Regions from separate parts of the Rattus norvegicus genome. Here region 2 is linked to region 1. Evidence: chromatin contacts called from public Hi-C data. All regions are on one chromosome and are shown on one strand. Each heading gives the region's core, a stretch centred on a gene start, on an enhancer-like site or on the middle of the called end of the contact. The rest is flanking DNA. Distances are from core to core; before and after follow the strand shown.

Evidence for each region. A called contact is a pair of places that touch in the nucleus more often than the background predicts.
Region 2: a contact with region 1 is called in a Hi-C map of psoas muscle, with 3 times the contacts expected there. The contact joins the promoter of Ntf3 here to the enhancer-like site in region 1. A contact is called at or near these places in 5 of 12 Hi-C or Micro-C datasets (hepatocytes, kidney, liver and 2 more).

The regions. Positions count from the first base shown.
Region 1 is chr4:160,545,362-160,552,448 of GRCr8, forward strand. No RefSeq gene overlaps it. Among named protein-coding and RNA genes, the nearest start is that of Ntf3, 120 kb to the right of the region's middle. Within about 2 kb of position 2,515, at least 2 of the 93 cell types and tissues checked have an H3K27ac peak or open chromatin away from gene starts, as enhancers often do.
Region 2 is chr4:160,666,083-160,673,169 of GRCr8, forward strand. It overlaps Ntf3 (neurotrophin 3), which reads right to left and starts at 2,825. Exons shown (of 2, transcript NM_001270869.1): 1 at 2,608-2,825. The coding sequence starts at 2,625.

The sequences.
Region 1 (7,087 bases), core at 1,265-3,764:
TTACCCACCTAGGCAGAGACTATGATGAGGAGGGGCCTGGTGAGGAACTGTACCCTTTCCTTAACCATCAGCAGCCTTTCCTTGTGGAGAACAGAAATAAACGCAGTCTGAGGGTTGCTTGGTGTGAATCAGTTCAATGGGCTTTCTTTTTTCTTTCGAGTGTGTGTCATTAGACAGGTTTTACTACACAGTTCCAGCTGTCCTGGAACTCTCTCTGTAGAACAGGCTGGCCTTGAACTCCCAGAGATCCACCAGTCTCAGAGACGTCCTGAGAGCATTGGGATTAGAGTGTGTGTCATCACACCTGTAACATTTTTTTTAATATCAAAAAAAGGTATAACAAGTGGAAGCAAAGCCTTCCTGGTGTCTCTCCTCACAGCCCTTCCAGACTGGGCCCACCTCAGATTATCCCACCTGTGGAAATGGAATTCTGCTCAACTCCACAAGGCTCCGAAGGACTCAGAAACTCGGCTAAGTCCCTGCCTCAAAACAATGGTCGTGGTTTTGTTGTATTTAAGTTTGGTTTTCTGTGAGATAAATGGAAGTCTTCCTGTTGTAAATCCTGCCAACACAACCTACTAGCCTTATAAATGCATTAGTCATTGGTTACGAAATAAGATAGAGAAAGAGAGAGAGAGAGAATGAGAAAGGTAGAGAGCCAGACAGCAGTTTATTGTCTGGTCTTAAATGGCAGTGGAAGATGTGACTGGCCTATGGGAAGAACTTCAGGAAGCGAGAATTAGGATGGAGAAACCAAAGAATCAAGTTTTGTCCTACGGTTTGAAAGTCACAACCAAGCAAAGTTTGAAGTTAAGAACTAGGAGGGGCTGGAGAGACGGCTCATCAGTTTCGAGCACGTGTTGCTCTAGGGAAGGGTCCTGGTTTGATTTCCAGCACAGTCATTTGTAACTTCACTTCACCAGGATATGATGTCTTCTGGCCTCCTTGGGTACTGCATCCATGTCATACATCTATATGCATGCACATAAAATAATAAATTAATCTTTTTAAAAGAAAAGAATTTAAGAAAACCATGGCATTTTTATATTGGCATATTCATTTGCCAGTTGGTGTCCAGGGTTAGAATTACGTAAGGTGGAATTAAAGAAGCCACCAGGTCCTCAGTTCTGCTGCTTATGGCCTCACCTAGCGACCCCCTTAGAATTATGGGTAATATAAGGGACTTTCCTGGACCAAGATTATGCCTTGCTTTCGGCTAGCCTACACTAGCAAAGGGACTCAGCACAGCAGAGCTAGGGCTCATCCTGTCTTTTTGTCCAGGCACAGTCTTGGGGGTTCCCTCAGCCCCAGAGCTCCCTTTATACCATGGTGGTTGATTGACCTTGTCCCCTGAGCCTCCACCCCTCTGTGCTTACTGTAGCTCAGTTTCTCCTCAATTCTGTGGTCATCCCTCCCCTCCCCCACTGTTCAGGAACCTGCCCTCTGTTAAGCTCCTGCAAAGAAGACGTGCAGACCTTCATCTTGGGGCTGCTTGCCAGAGAACCTGACCTAAGACATGGGGTATGTCAGTGGTGTATTCCCTCAGCAGATGAGTTTCTGAGCTGCTTTGGAATGATGGCTTGGCTGGGTTTCCCATTCTCAGGTCACCATCTTCTCTTCCACAATATTGTGGCTATGGCTATTAGTCCATGTTCTTTTTGGGGTTTGGAGGAATGGCCTCTCGGACCATTGATGGATATTCCTCTACAAGGTCTATTTCTACTGCTTCGGTTCATGTGAGATTTCAAAATTGTTTCTCACAATTAAAAAAAAATCTCACTAGGATGTGTTTCTAAGTGAGTTTCTTTCATTTAACATGCCTGGAATACAAAACCTGCTTACTCACCTTTTCGTCTCTGGACGTCTCTGGTTCTTCCAGGTTGAGAGCAAGTTCCAGAAATATGCAATTCAACTGTGTTGGTGATTTCAGGGAAACACTGAAGTTCTAGTTGGTTTTCTAGAGTGTGATCTTCATGCCCACCACCCATTCTTTCAACGTTTTAGAGCCTTGTCCGATCGCCTATGCCCTGGTATTATGTCCTTCCTAGAACCTTGATGCCCCTTTTCCTCTGTCCTCTTCCCCTGACTCAGTCCATTCTTAGCCTCCGATACTTTCTGTAAGTCCCATCTAAGCACTTGCTTATACGAAGCAAGGGAGCGTGACTCCACCCAGCCTTCCCATGGCCCGGCTGTCCTGCATTGTCTGTATCAATGGTTCCTCTACTTTATCAACAGAGTGTTTCCAAGATAGGTTGCTCATCTAGCAAGCCAAGGCATGGGACTGGGTAAGCCCTAACATCCATCTCTGTTCTGACATGCACAATTCTAGGTTCCCTATAGAATGGTACACACGGAAGGCGTGGCTCACTGCAGATGACTCAGTCTTACCTTCCACCTTCCCATTTGAGTCATCTTTGGAACATGCACCCTGACCATCTGCAACTCATGTGGCCATTGCCTGCAAATCCTACTCTTGCACCCACCCACTCCAAACTCTTAATCTCCCAGCTACAGCAGAGGGCGCCAGAGAGCAGATCCTGCCCTTGATGAGTAGCCCACTTTCTGAAGACAGCAGATGTGGCCCCAGCAGGCAGCCCTATTTGCACATCTGGCCAGCTGCCTGCCCCACTCTTCTGCTTCCCTTTTCTCGTCCAGCACATCAGTGAATGGCAGTGCCACCAGGGATGAACATTTGCAGAAGCAGGCTAGACAACACTGTGCAACAGCTGCTGTCTACAGAAAAGAAGAACAAGGCAACATCCAGGTGGAAATTCAAAGAGACCGTCTGCTTGTCAGCTCAGGAACCATCTGCTTGATGGCCCTGGCTTCCTCTCACTTCCTGTTAGCATGATGGAGAGGCACAGAGGACAGAGGCTTCTGAGCCAGGTTGTCTTGCTCAATTAGGGGGACGAAACCCTGGATCCTAAGGGAGAGAGGTATTCTTTTGACATGGATCCCGCACCAGAACCTGCTCCTAGTTTGTTCCCAGCATGATGGACTCTTCTTGGCCTGCATCGGACTCTGCAGAGAGCAAACATGTGTCAACTTCTATCAGGAACCACATCTGCTTGATTTGAGGGAGGCTGCTGATCAAGAAACAGATGAAGCCCCTCAACTAGGCCTCCCCATTCTGTTTCCCAGGGCCCTGTTCTGTTCTTGCTTGCTCTTCACTTCCTGTCGCATCAAGTCATTGTCATGCATGGTTTTCTTAAGCGCCAACACCTGCCTTTACTGTGCCACCTGTCCCCCAGATTCTCTTGTCCTTGCTTTGATTTATTGCCTGCTGTCTTTAACAAGGCAGAGCTCTGTCTTCTCATCTGTCTCCCCAGTGGCACCCATTTCCTTCTTGAGTCTCTTCCTATTCAGGAATGCCTTTCGGTCTCCATTGCATGGTTGATCCTTAGCTGGTGCTACTAGTTTGGAAGGCTCTAGAAATTTCAAGAGATGGGACCTGCCTATTTCGAAAAGTAGGTCACTCCAGTCTATTATCCCTGGCTCCTCCTTGTGTCTTTACTGTTTCCTGTCTACCTCGATGTGAATAGCTGCCTTCCACCACATGGTACCACTGCCCAAGCACATGAGACCAACTGCCAATAGACTGAGCCCTCTGAAGCTATGAACTGAGAGAAATACTCTTGCCCTTGAGTTCTAGCACCAAGGGAATGTAACATAGGCAGCATACATAAAGCTCCTCTCCACATACATTCCACCAAAAGGAAATCACTGATGTGCAGGACTTGGGATCATGGGAACAGCAGTTTTTACAGTTTTAGGCACCTAAGAAAAAAGTAGCCAAAATGGTAAAATACAACCAGGTATGAAGATGAATGTCATGTGTAGCATGACAATAAAAATCACAACAAAATACAAAATTTAGGCTAATGTTACAAACCTCACAGACTGTAACCAAGCCCTTCGTTTTTCATTAACTGACTCATACATCTTTAGAGTCCTTGGAGATGCTCTCCCTCACATCTCTGGCTGGGTGCTCTTTGCTTTTTCAGAGCAATGCTGTCAAAGGACAGCAGTAACTCAAGTCTCAGCAACATTTGTTACATATTTCTGATTAAAAATACACTCAGAGAAAAGTTCCTTTCTTCTCAGTCATTTCATAGGAATCTAAGAGTGTCATCAAATTTGGGGAAACTTCTATGGTCCTGCCATGTTTCTAAGATGTTAGAGAATAGTCCTTCCGATTTGCAAAGTGCTTCTCTTTCTGTTGTGCTTGCAGTCCTGAGAGCCCTTCAGGGAGTCCCAGAGGCTAACCTGCACTAGTGTCAGCATAATTTTACTTGTGGGCACTAATCCTGCTTCAACAATCCCTAGACTGACACCTGGGGAGGCTTAGCAAATTGCTTCACTTCTTTCACAGCTACCAGGATTCCCTGTGGTCTCACAATCCAGCCTCCTCTATGGAGATGAAACTACCTTGCTTGGACTTGATGGTCTTGTGTGCTCTGTTGGAGGCTAGTCGGGACCTCCAGTGACAGGGTGTAATAGGGTAATCACCACCCATCGATCCCTCCACAGGCGTCACCTTCTGGGATAAGAACTAAACATATCGTTCGGTCCCCAGCTCCGAAAAAAAGAACCAAAGGAAAAAAAAAAAGAACTAAACATATCACCTTGTTTGATCTTCACAGATTCCTATGAAGGGTTTTCCTTGTCTCATTTTTTCCAGATGGTTCACGTCAAGAGCTTGGATGCCAAGCTGTTTTTCCTATTAATCTCTTGCTCATGCATGTAGTTCAAGGGAGATCAATTAAGAGGCCATTCATAGCTCCCCAAGAGGCTTTGTGTGTTGTGTCTGTCTTGCTCTATGTAAAGGGGGAGGGTCTCTGAAGGCATTCTCTGAGACATTGACACACACACACACACAGAGGGTTACAGAAGAGTTCTGTCCTTTGTGTGAATGGACCGTGGGAGATATGTATCTACTCTACAGAATATTGATGGCAAGGCCAGGACTCACACTCAGGCTCAGTGGTCATAGTAGCGCAGGCTAACCTCAGGGATTTCCCCAGTACTGTAATCATAATATGAAGAGTAGAAGAAAAATGACTTGCAAAGAGGAAGGACTGTTTTTGTTTTCTTCTTCAAATTTTAGAAACATGGCCTTTTGTGCCAGATGAGTGCAATCAAAAGGTTCTTGAACCAACCTACCTAGCTCTTTTTTCTAGAAACTCCTTGTATTAAGTCATGCTTGTCAGTCTAGCCTCCCCTTCCGAGGGAGGATGTCCCCTCCTGTGAGAAGGGTCAGTTTGGAATTTAGAGTTGGGGTATACTCCTTTCTTCCCAGCAAGCAGACCTCAAATTGAGATGATCCTGGGGGGGGGGTGTCATTTCAGTCTTGCATGTAAAGGAAGGGAACATTCCTATGCCATCCCTCATGAAACTGGAGCTTCTCATTGCATGGCAGAAATTGTGGCAGTAGAGAATTCCAACACTGGCATGGGCAGGTAAGGGAACTGAGGTTCTCGCTGCGCCAGGGCCCAATGTGAGTAAGCAACAATACTAAGCTTCAGACTTTAGTTGGCCCCAACCTAGAGCCTGTATACCTCATTACGAGAGAGAGAGAGAGAGAGAGAGAGAGAGAGAGAGGCAGAGAGGCAGAGAGGCAGAGAGGCAGAGAGGCAGAGAGATTAGATACATACACACATACATGCATGCATGCATACATACATACATACATACATACATACATACACACATAGAAATATGGCTAGATACACAATTGTTTTCATGGGGACAGTTGTGGATCCAGTGATGAATTTATAGACAATAAAAGATGTTATAAGTTTACAGCAAGAACTCCGAGACAAAATTATCCTTTTGGTGAGCTTTATTAAGAGAGTTAAAAGCTCACAACCACCAGTAGTCACCATGAGGCTCTGAAAACAGAGGGCAGTAATGACTGGTGATGTATACCAGGATGGGGGGTCCTAATCACAGAGAATCTTCAGTTCTGGAATATTAAAGGAGTTAGGGCTTTGCATTGTAGATAGAGCAAAGTGATCCTGAAGGGAGACAGACTCTTCAGTCCTTCAGACAAAATGGGTTTCTGACTCTTAATAGGTTTCAGAGGCATTGGAGGAAGGTTTCATGTGACTTAGCCTATGTGCTAAAAGTTAGAAAGCATTGATGAAATTAAGTTGTAATTCAAGGTCTCATAGCTGCAAGGTGGAAAAAAGAATGCCTCTTAGTCAGAGTTTTGAGTCCACAGCAGCTGTGATCTAACAATCAAAACACATCCCATGCTGGAGCCTGGCTGGGTTGGACACTAGTCCCTTTTGTCCCATTGAAGTAAGTCCCACCTCTTCTATGAGTTTGTCCTATCTGGAGGATGGCTCTTCCGCAGGTTTATTCTTGGTAAGCCACAGACCATTGGACTGGCACTGTAGTTAGCAAATGCAGAGAACAGAGAAAGAAACTTATCATCAATGATTAGAAGTGGTATGTCTCAGGTAAGCACCCTGAGTAGAGATGACTGTAGTTACTTATAAGCCTCAAGGGTAAGAGGCCACCCTCCCAAGAGCATGGCTAGTCTGCTGGGTCTCTGCTAGAATGACCTCTGCAGAGGACAGGCTCTGTCTGGTTTGCATTCTTGGCATTACTTCATTTGCTCAGTTTGGAACTGGGCTTCCAGATGAGTAAATGAAGGAGGACTATCCCAAATGTAGAGTCGTGTCCAGGAATTACTGAACAGTTACCATATTCCCCAATCTCCCATGTTGGTTAACATGCGTTGACTTTTGGAACAAATGTCTTGCCTTGACATCCAGGAAGTACATCATGGTTCCTTGAATACGTTGCCCTGATTCCATTAAATATGTATCAAGTGATAATACGTATCAAGTGATGACCACATATACACTGCAGACACTAGACCATGAATTTCAGAAAGAACATTGATCTAATCTAATTTTTCATGGTTTTTGTGGTTTCCTTGAGTGGCTCCTTATAAATATCCACCAAAGAAAAGAGTTTACTTGTGAGAGAGGATAGACTCATGTTCCGAAAGGCTCCATCATCACGATGAAAATCCTGGCTGAGGAGAGCTGGCTTTTCTCTTGATCTCTGAGCGATT
Region 2 (7,087 bases), core at 1,575-4,074, 120 kb after region 1:
TTTTCCGTGTGCCCCAGAGTCCTTCTAGTTAAATCCTAGGGCTGTCCAAGCCTATGGCGTTAACACTCCACTCTCCTCAGGTAATCTCCCTTTACATCCCTTTAGTAATCTTCAGGCATCCAGCCCCCACACATGTCCACCTTTAACACACACACACACACACACACACACACACACACACACACACAGCCGCCCTCCCACACCACACCCACCCCATGTGTCTGTGCAGGCACGCACAAGCCATCTGTCTTCAGCATACTACACTTCCCCAGCTCCGACACCCTTCCCAGACACAGATTTCTCATTAGCTACACCTATGTTCCCACAAGCTCTCATCTCCTGCTAAGCACACAGATGCCCATCACACAAGCTCTGCACCCCTCCAGGGCCAGCCAGGCTGGAAGAAGCTGGGGCGAGCTCCACCCCCAGCTCTACTCTCCTACCCCCCAAGCCCCTCTCTCACTGAGACTTGAGAAAGCCCTCCCAACTAGTTCTCTGGCCACCCAGGGATCGGTCTCCCTTCTTAAGAAATCAGACCCAACTCAAACAGATCCGATCTTCTCAAGGCCAGCTTCAACATAGCCCTCACCAAAGGGCAATCCTACTTGCTCTCCCCGAGGCAAACGCCGGGTAAACTTTCTTCTATCTTTATATACAGATACAGCAGCCCGCTGCTCTCTTTTTCTCTCTCCACTCTCTCCCAACGTTACACTCGGGTCTGTTTCATTCGAAGGCAGAGATAGTTGGGTTTATACCTTCTAGATTCCACCTCTCAAATTTCTTTGAGCAACACCTCAAGATCAGGGAAGAAGGAGTAAACTGGCAAAGTTCGGGCTGTTTAGAAAACAGAACCGATTGTAAAGCTTCCCTGGAACAACTGACGTTTAGGGCAGTGTGCTTAGTTAGCTATTTCCTCAGCCGCTGGTTTGTAGTGGAAAGACATCCCTTTACTGAAAAGCAGGTTTGCCACCACACTCCATAACCCGCAGAATCTCCAGCCTCAGACTCAGCGAGTAACACCCACCCTTACAGTCTTCCTTCCCCTCCCCCATCAGGTCCCCGCCCCCAACCTCTTCACACTCATAAACAAGTCCCGGCTCAGGGGCTCCAGCACACTAGCTAACAAGCAGCCTGCCCTGGCTGGGACCGCGTCCTAGAGCAGCCTTCACTCAGACTCTCAACCTGCTACCCGCCGGTCGCCAGAGGTCGGGGTCAATCTGGTGGGTGCTTCCCAGATCTGGAATACGCGAACCTCGATTCCAATTCCAGCCTGCGACCTCTCTAATCAACTGTGTCCACACCATTCGGTGCTGGAGTTCCAGTAAGGCGTATCTGAGCGCTGCGGAAGAACGCCAAAATTGCGCAAAGCAGTAGCGCCTCTTGGATGCACACCCACTCACTCCCGAAAGCGACAAGGAAAGAGGACCTCCCCACCCCCTCCCATTCCACACCTTCAAGAGTGCCAAATTTCATTAGAAGTATCCACCACTATGCAGAGCTCCGTGGTGGTAACAGAAAAGAGTCCAGTTCGCTGTGGGTTCTTCTAACTCCGACCTAACTCTGAGGGTCTCTAAAGCTCCCGGCCTTCCCATACCACCTCTTGGGGCGGGGGCGGGGACCCTAAAAAGAACTCTGAGAAACTGGTACCAAATCCCTACCGATGGCACCGCCTAGGTACCCACCGTTCCCTGGTTGCGTCTCAGACCCGCAGGCTGAGCGCTAGCTCTAACATCTGCGCGAAGACCCAGGGTGGGGAGCCACTGGGTTGGCGCTGGCCAGAGTAGCCTGGAGCTAGGGACCCTCTCAGAGAAAAAAGGTTTATGTGGGACAATAACGCAGGTACGCACTGTTGGGCTTACAGTCTCAACTCCCCCAACCTGACGGTCGGGTCCTAAGCTTTGCACCCCCCTCCCCAGCCCACGCCCTGCCTGGCTGCGTGGTGAGGCGGTCGGTCGATCGCTGTCTGGTGGCCAGCGGGGTGCAGGGCGCAAGCCGGGATCATGGCCTCTTCCAAGCCCCATTTTTGTCTGCTATTCGCTTTTGTTATAGTATGCGCGGGAGTCTTCTGGGGGAACCAGATCGGAGGGTTGTAGGTGTGTATGTGTGCATGAGGTGGAGCCGGGTGTGCAGAATCCCTTTCTTGCCTTTTCGTGGTCCCCATTTTCCCTCGCCTTCACCTCCTTCCCTTCCCGATGCAGGTTTCTCAAATCTGATCACTTTCCCAGACTGAGGGAGGTTTCTTGAGCAGCCAGGGGACCAGAGGGAAAAGGACAAGGAGGAGGAGGAGGAGGAGGAGGAGGAGGAGGAGGAGGAGGAGGAGGAGGAGGAGGAGGAGGAGGAGGAGGAGGAAAGCCGTATCCACGCGCGCACAGTGTGCATGCATGTGAAAGGAGGGTGGTGGTAATTGCGCCAAGGCCTGGGCAGATTCTATAGCTCAAACTTTAGGGAAGGCACAAGAACCTAAAAGTTAAGAGTGTGTTGCGCGATGGGGGTGGGGCTGGGTGCAGAATTGGGGCCCCCACGCGGATCCCCAGGAAAATTTCCCCCACGCGATCCCCCACCCCCTCCGGGACCTGCCCACCCAACGTGCCCGCCACCTCCCCTTACCGTGGCAGAAGTAACCATGGCATCCGTATGACTATTTCCAGGGACGTCGACATGAAGAGAAAGGTGGACTCGAGTTCGGTCATTCAGTCTCGCCCACCCCTGCCGCAGCCACTACCCAGCGGTGGGAAAAAAACGGGAGGAAGAAAGAAAGAGGGAAGAAAGTTGCGCCGGGCTATCTCGCGGGGCGGTGCGCGGAGATGCTGGGTAAGGAGAGGAGCCTTCAACTCTGAGTCCCGTGAACATAATCTGCGCGGTTATAACCAGCCAACCCGGCCAGATGGCTCCGCGCTCAGCGCCTTAACCCCTTCCGCGCCAAGCCACTCGCCCCCGAGCCCCGCCCGCAGTGACTTGCAGGCCGGTGCCCTGGCACTTTGGAGTTTGCTCTTGAGACCAAAGGGAAGACCTAGTCATTTCTCCTAGTCCATTTCAAAAGATAACAAACGAACAAACAGCAAATAAGCCCTCTCAAAATAGCCTATTCTTTAGTACCTCCTCTTGTGACCTTGCCTTTTAGAGATGGAGAGGAGCCGACGAAAACATCCAATTTATCATATTTTACACGCTAATATCTTTGATTTGTCTTATTCTTGATTTTTTTCTTTTAATCTTTCTTTCTTTCTTTCTTTCTTTCTTTCTTTCTTTCTTTCTTTCTCTTTTCTATTTAACCAGGCAGAAGAAGGCCTTTCTTGCCCCTTGGCTCAGGAAAGCTTAAGCTTCAACCTTAGCTCTGCCTCCAAACCTCAGACCCTTCTAGCTTTGGATCTCTCCCCACCCCCTTATCAACCTCCCCATCCCCCATCCCTCCTCTAACAACAACAGGAATCTGCTTGCTTGCCCTTGAACTCCTCAGCCTAAAGCACAGTTCAAACTGTCTAGGAAGTTAAGTTGCTGAGGTCTGGTGCGAGAGGGACTGCTGAGCAACCAAGGGAGGGGTGGCTTGCATGTGTGCCGCATGTGTGTGAGAGAAAAGGAGAGGCACGAGTCAAAGTCCCACTTCTTACACACTCCCTTAACTTCTTTACCCCTTCCTTTCAAGGTAGGACGGGCCCTGGAGCTGAGCCTTGGCCCAGCACTCACCACTCTGTACAAAAACAATTTGCCCAGAAGAAAAGCAACACACCTCTTGGACTCCCTGAAAATAGCGGTGCTTTCTTCCACAACCGCTAGACTCATTCCAGGAAAAGATCCCAGGGTGGAGGCAGAGGTCTTATTTATAGATAATTTTAGCTATTCATTAGACCCTCACTTGACCCAAGCTGGTCCTCTCAGAATTTACAATGGTGAGAGCATCTAGATTTTGCTCAATTGCGATCCAAGAGAAGTGAAGGGGGAGGCGGGGAATCCTAGTGGTAAGGGGAAAGTAGTATAGTATCGCTCCTCATTGCCTCCCTCATTCTTGCAAGGTGGAACTCAAGTCCAAGTGCTCCCCTCCCCCCTCCCCTCCAAGTTGCCTCTCTCAGGACATTTGACTCACACGCACTAGGAGAGGCGATTTAATAGCCCACCTCTTCCTTGCCTCCTGATGGAGTCTGATAAGCAGCTCGCAATGAGGTTTAGCAAGGCTCCAGGTTCAAAACCTGAACACGCATTCCTTGGAGATGTATGGGTCTGGTCCACACCCAGGAGTGCCAGAATTGCACTCACCGGTTAAGGCCGAGAGAAGCTGCGGGGTGAAGGGAGGCCAGAGAGGATGGAGAGTCAGAGTCGGGGGGGGGGGGCTGCATACTAGATAGATTGTACCTGCCTCATCATTATCCTGGCTGACGGGGGCTGCCACATCGAAAATGGCCTGCAGCACCCACAGAGGCCCAAGGACGTCACCTCGAATGGTCCCTCAAAAGGGCTGGGTTCTCCTTCAAAGGCTTCCCTCCGGCCAAAATATCTTCTTCCTCGGGATCCGATCCGGCTGCAGAGTTTTCCCCTTCACCCTGCCACACAGCACTTTGGAGGTTTGGCTTGGGCGTGCTCTGTGAGGTTCTGGTTTTCTCGCGGTCTTCTGGCCCGCCCCTGCCCTCCCCCACTTCCCGCACTTGCCTTCCCCCCCAACCCCCCCCCCGCTTTCCCCCTCCCTTCCCGCCAGTCTCCCTGCCAGCGGAGTTCTAGGGGCTCATTTCTCAAGCTCCTGGTCCCGGGGCTCTACAGACTGCAACCAAAGAGGTGCTTGATTCCCGGAGAAGGAAGGAAGGAACGGGTTAAATACACGTGTGGGCTGCTCCGCCGCCGGCTGCTCCCCGGTCACTGGCGGTCTGGAGGGAGGAGGGGTCTAAGAGGGGCAAGCTTAAATATGAACAGTCAGAAGAAAAGGCAGCAGAGTTCGAGACTCCGATTTGTTCTGCAGATGCGGTGCACTGGCTGGCCGCCTCCCTTTGCCAGACCTGGGCGACGTCAGGAAGACTGCATTGTTTCCAACTCAAGGGTGCAGGAGGGTCTGTCTCTGCCTGCAATCAACAGGCCTTGTAATATGAGAGGTGACACCTTAATCTTGCCAAATATGTGCGGTGTCTTTCGGGGGAGGGCAGAGAATGGGGAAAGGAGAGGGGAGCAGGGAGAGACCTAGGCCACAGCACAGAGCAAAGACGCACTTTTGTAGAACTGATCCACCTGCCCCCACTCCCAGCCCGACCCCCACCCCCAACCTGTGGAGAATGCTCGTCCTTTTCTTTATGTAAGACCCAACTAAGGATTTTCTTTTCTTTCCTTGTTCTTTCCACTGAAGGGCTAAAGTTCCCCTCTTCCTTCAGGAGACTCTAAAGGCATTTTGGATTTCTAGGAGCTCAGATATCAAAGAAGGATGCGGGGCAGAAAAGGAGGCAGAAAAAGCACCCTGGTTTACAGGCGGAAAAAAGATTGTCAGAGTTATAGCGCCTTCTAGGCAAAACCAAGTTTCTCAGTGGAGTTTTAATTTTTGTAGAAAGACAAGGGCTAAGAGCCTGATATGTAGCCAGAGTTACCAGCATATGGGACAGGAAGCAAAGGAATGTGTGCGCGCCATTGAAAGCAATGCCTTCTGGTAACTAAGTCGTGGTCTCTTGGGGTCAGTGGACTTGATTTTTCTCTCTATTGTGTCTGAGGTCCCGATTCCTGAAAGCAGTTCGTGAGGGCAGAAACCAGGGTCAGCTTTTTGAAAACCCTGTTTAAACTCTCTCCTCAGGCAACTTCCTAGAGCTTGCCTTTGGCCTACCCTTATCTTTTGTAATAGCGCCACGGTGTGGTTGAAACTCTAAACAGAAACAAAAGGAAAAGGTGGAAAACCGCATGGACTTCTGTTGCCCTTCAGTGGACTCCCACATGTTTACCTGGGGTGGAAAGGGTTTCCTGTGCAGCAATGGTATACACATAGTGAATATTGACCTAGGAAATGAGAGAGTTGGTCCCGTTTGACCTGTATACGACAAAGGTATGCTTCATTAAGCAGTTAGCCTTGGCTCACAGACTAGACTTCACGGTGTTTCTTTTACTTGCCTTTGTATAAATAGTGTACCTCAGCTGATCCTGAAGTATCGCCGAGTTGCCTGTGCTGCTGGAGGGCACTAAAGTCAATATGAATAGCCACAGAAATTTTGCTTGCTTTTGCTCTACGAGTCACCCAGACGATGAAGCCAGAAAGTCTACAGTTCTAAAACAAAGTGCAGGAGAAAGGTGTCTGCATTAGAAACAGGAATTTAGGGTCAGGGGCTTGGATGCACTATGTCACTTTGGCTCCCCATGACAAATGCGTTAAGCACACAGGCTAGCCTGTCAGTTAGCAGCGATTCCCAAATGTCTGGAGCATATATGAGACATTATTTGGGGGGATTCTCTCCTCCCTCCCAAATGAGATTATTTGTCCCCGGAAGCCGACGGATGTGCCTATGCTTATGCAGTAAGCTTAGCTCTCTCTAAAATGTCTGCTGTCCCAGGAAAACACGTCATGGCACTAAGGACCAGCTTAGATCTAATAGAGATATGAGAAGCAGTGTTCTGAAGAGATGGCTCATCAGTTACGAGCACCGGTTGCTGTTTCAGAGGACGTGGGTTCAATTCCCGGCACCCACACGGCAGCTCACAATTGTCTGTAATTCCAGTTCCAGGTGATCCAACACCTTCGTACAGACACACATGCAGGCAAAACCCCAATGCACATAAGATAAATAAATTAGTCATAGTCTAACATCTTTATTGAAAAGGGTCGGTTTTGTAGAACAAGGAACCTGAGTTTTGAGATGCTCTGTCAACCTTCAAGATGTGCTTTCATACAGGTTTCCTAGCTGATCAAAACCCACCCAGAATTAGAGAAGTACCGATCTCCCAGGCGCTTTAGAAGGACTAAGTAAATCCCGTGATTTGAAACTTACAGCATAGCATGGCACAGCCACGGACCCAAAGAAAAGCATTTATTATTTGGGTTCCCTTTATATTTCCTTATTGTAACTTTTGTGTGTGTGTCTGTGTGGGCACGCATGCACGTGTGCACATATGCTTGTGTTCTCAGACAGTAAGA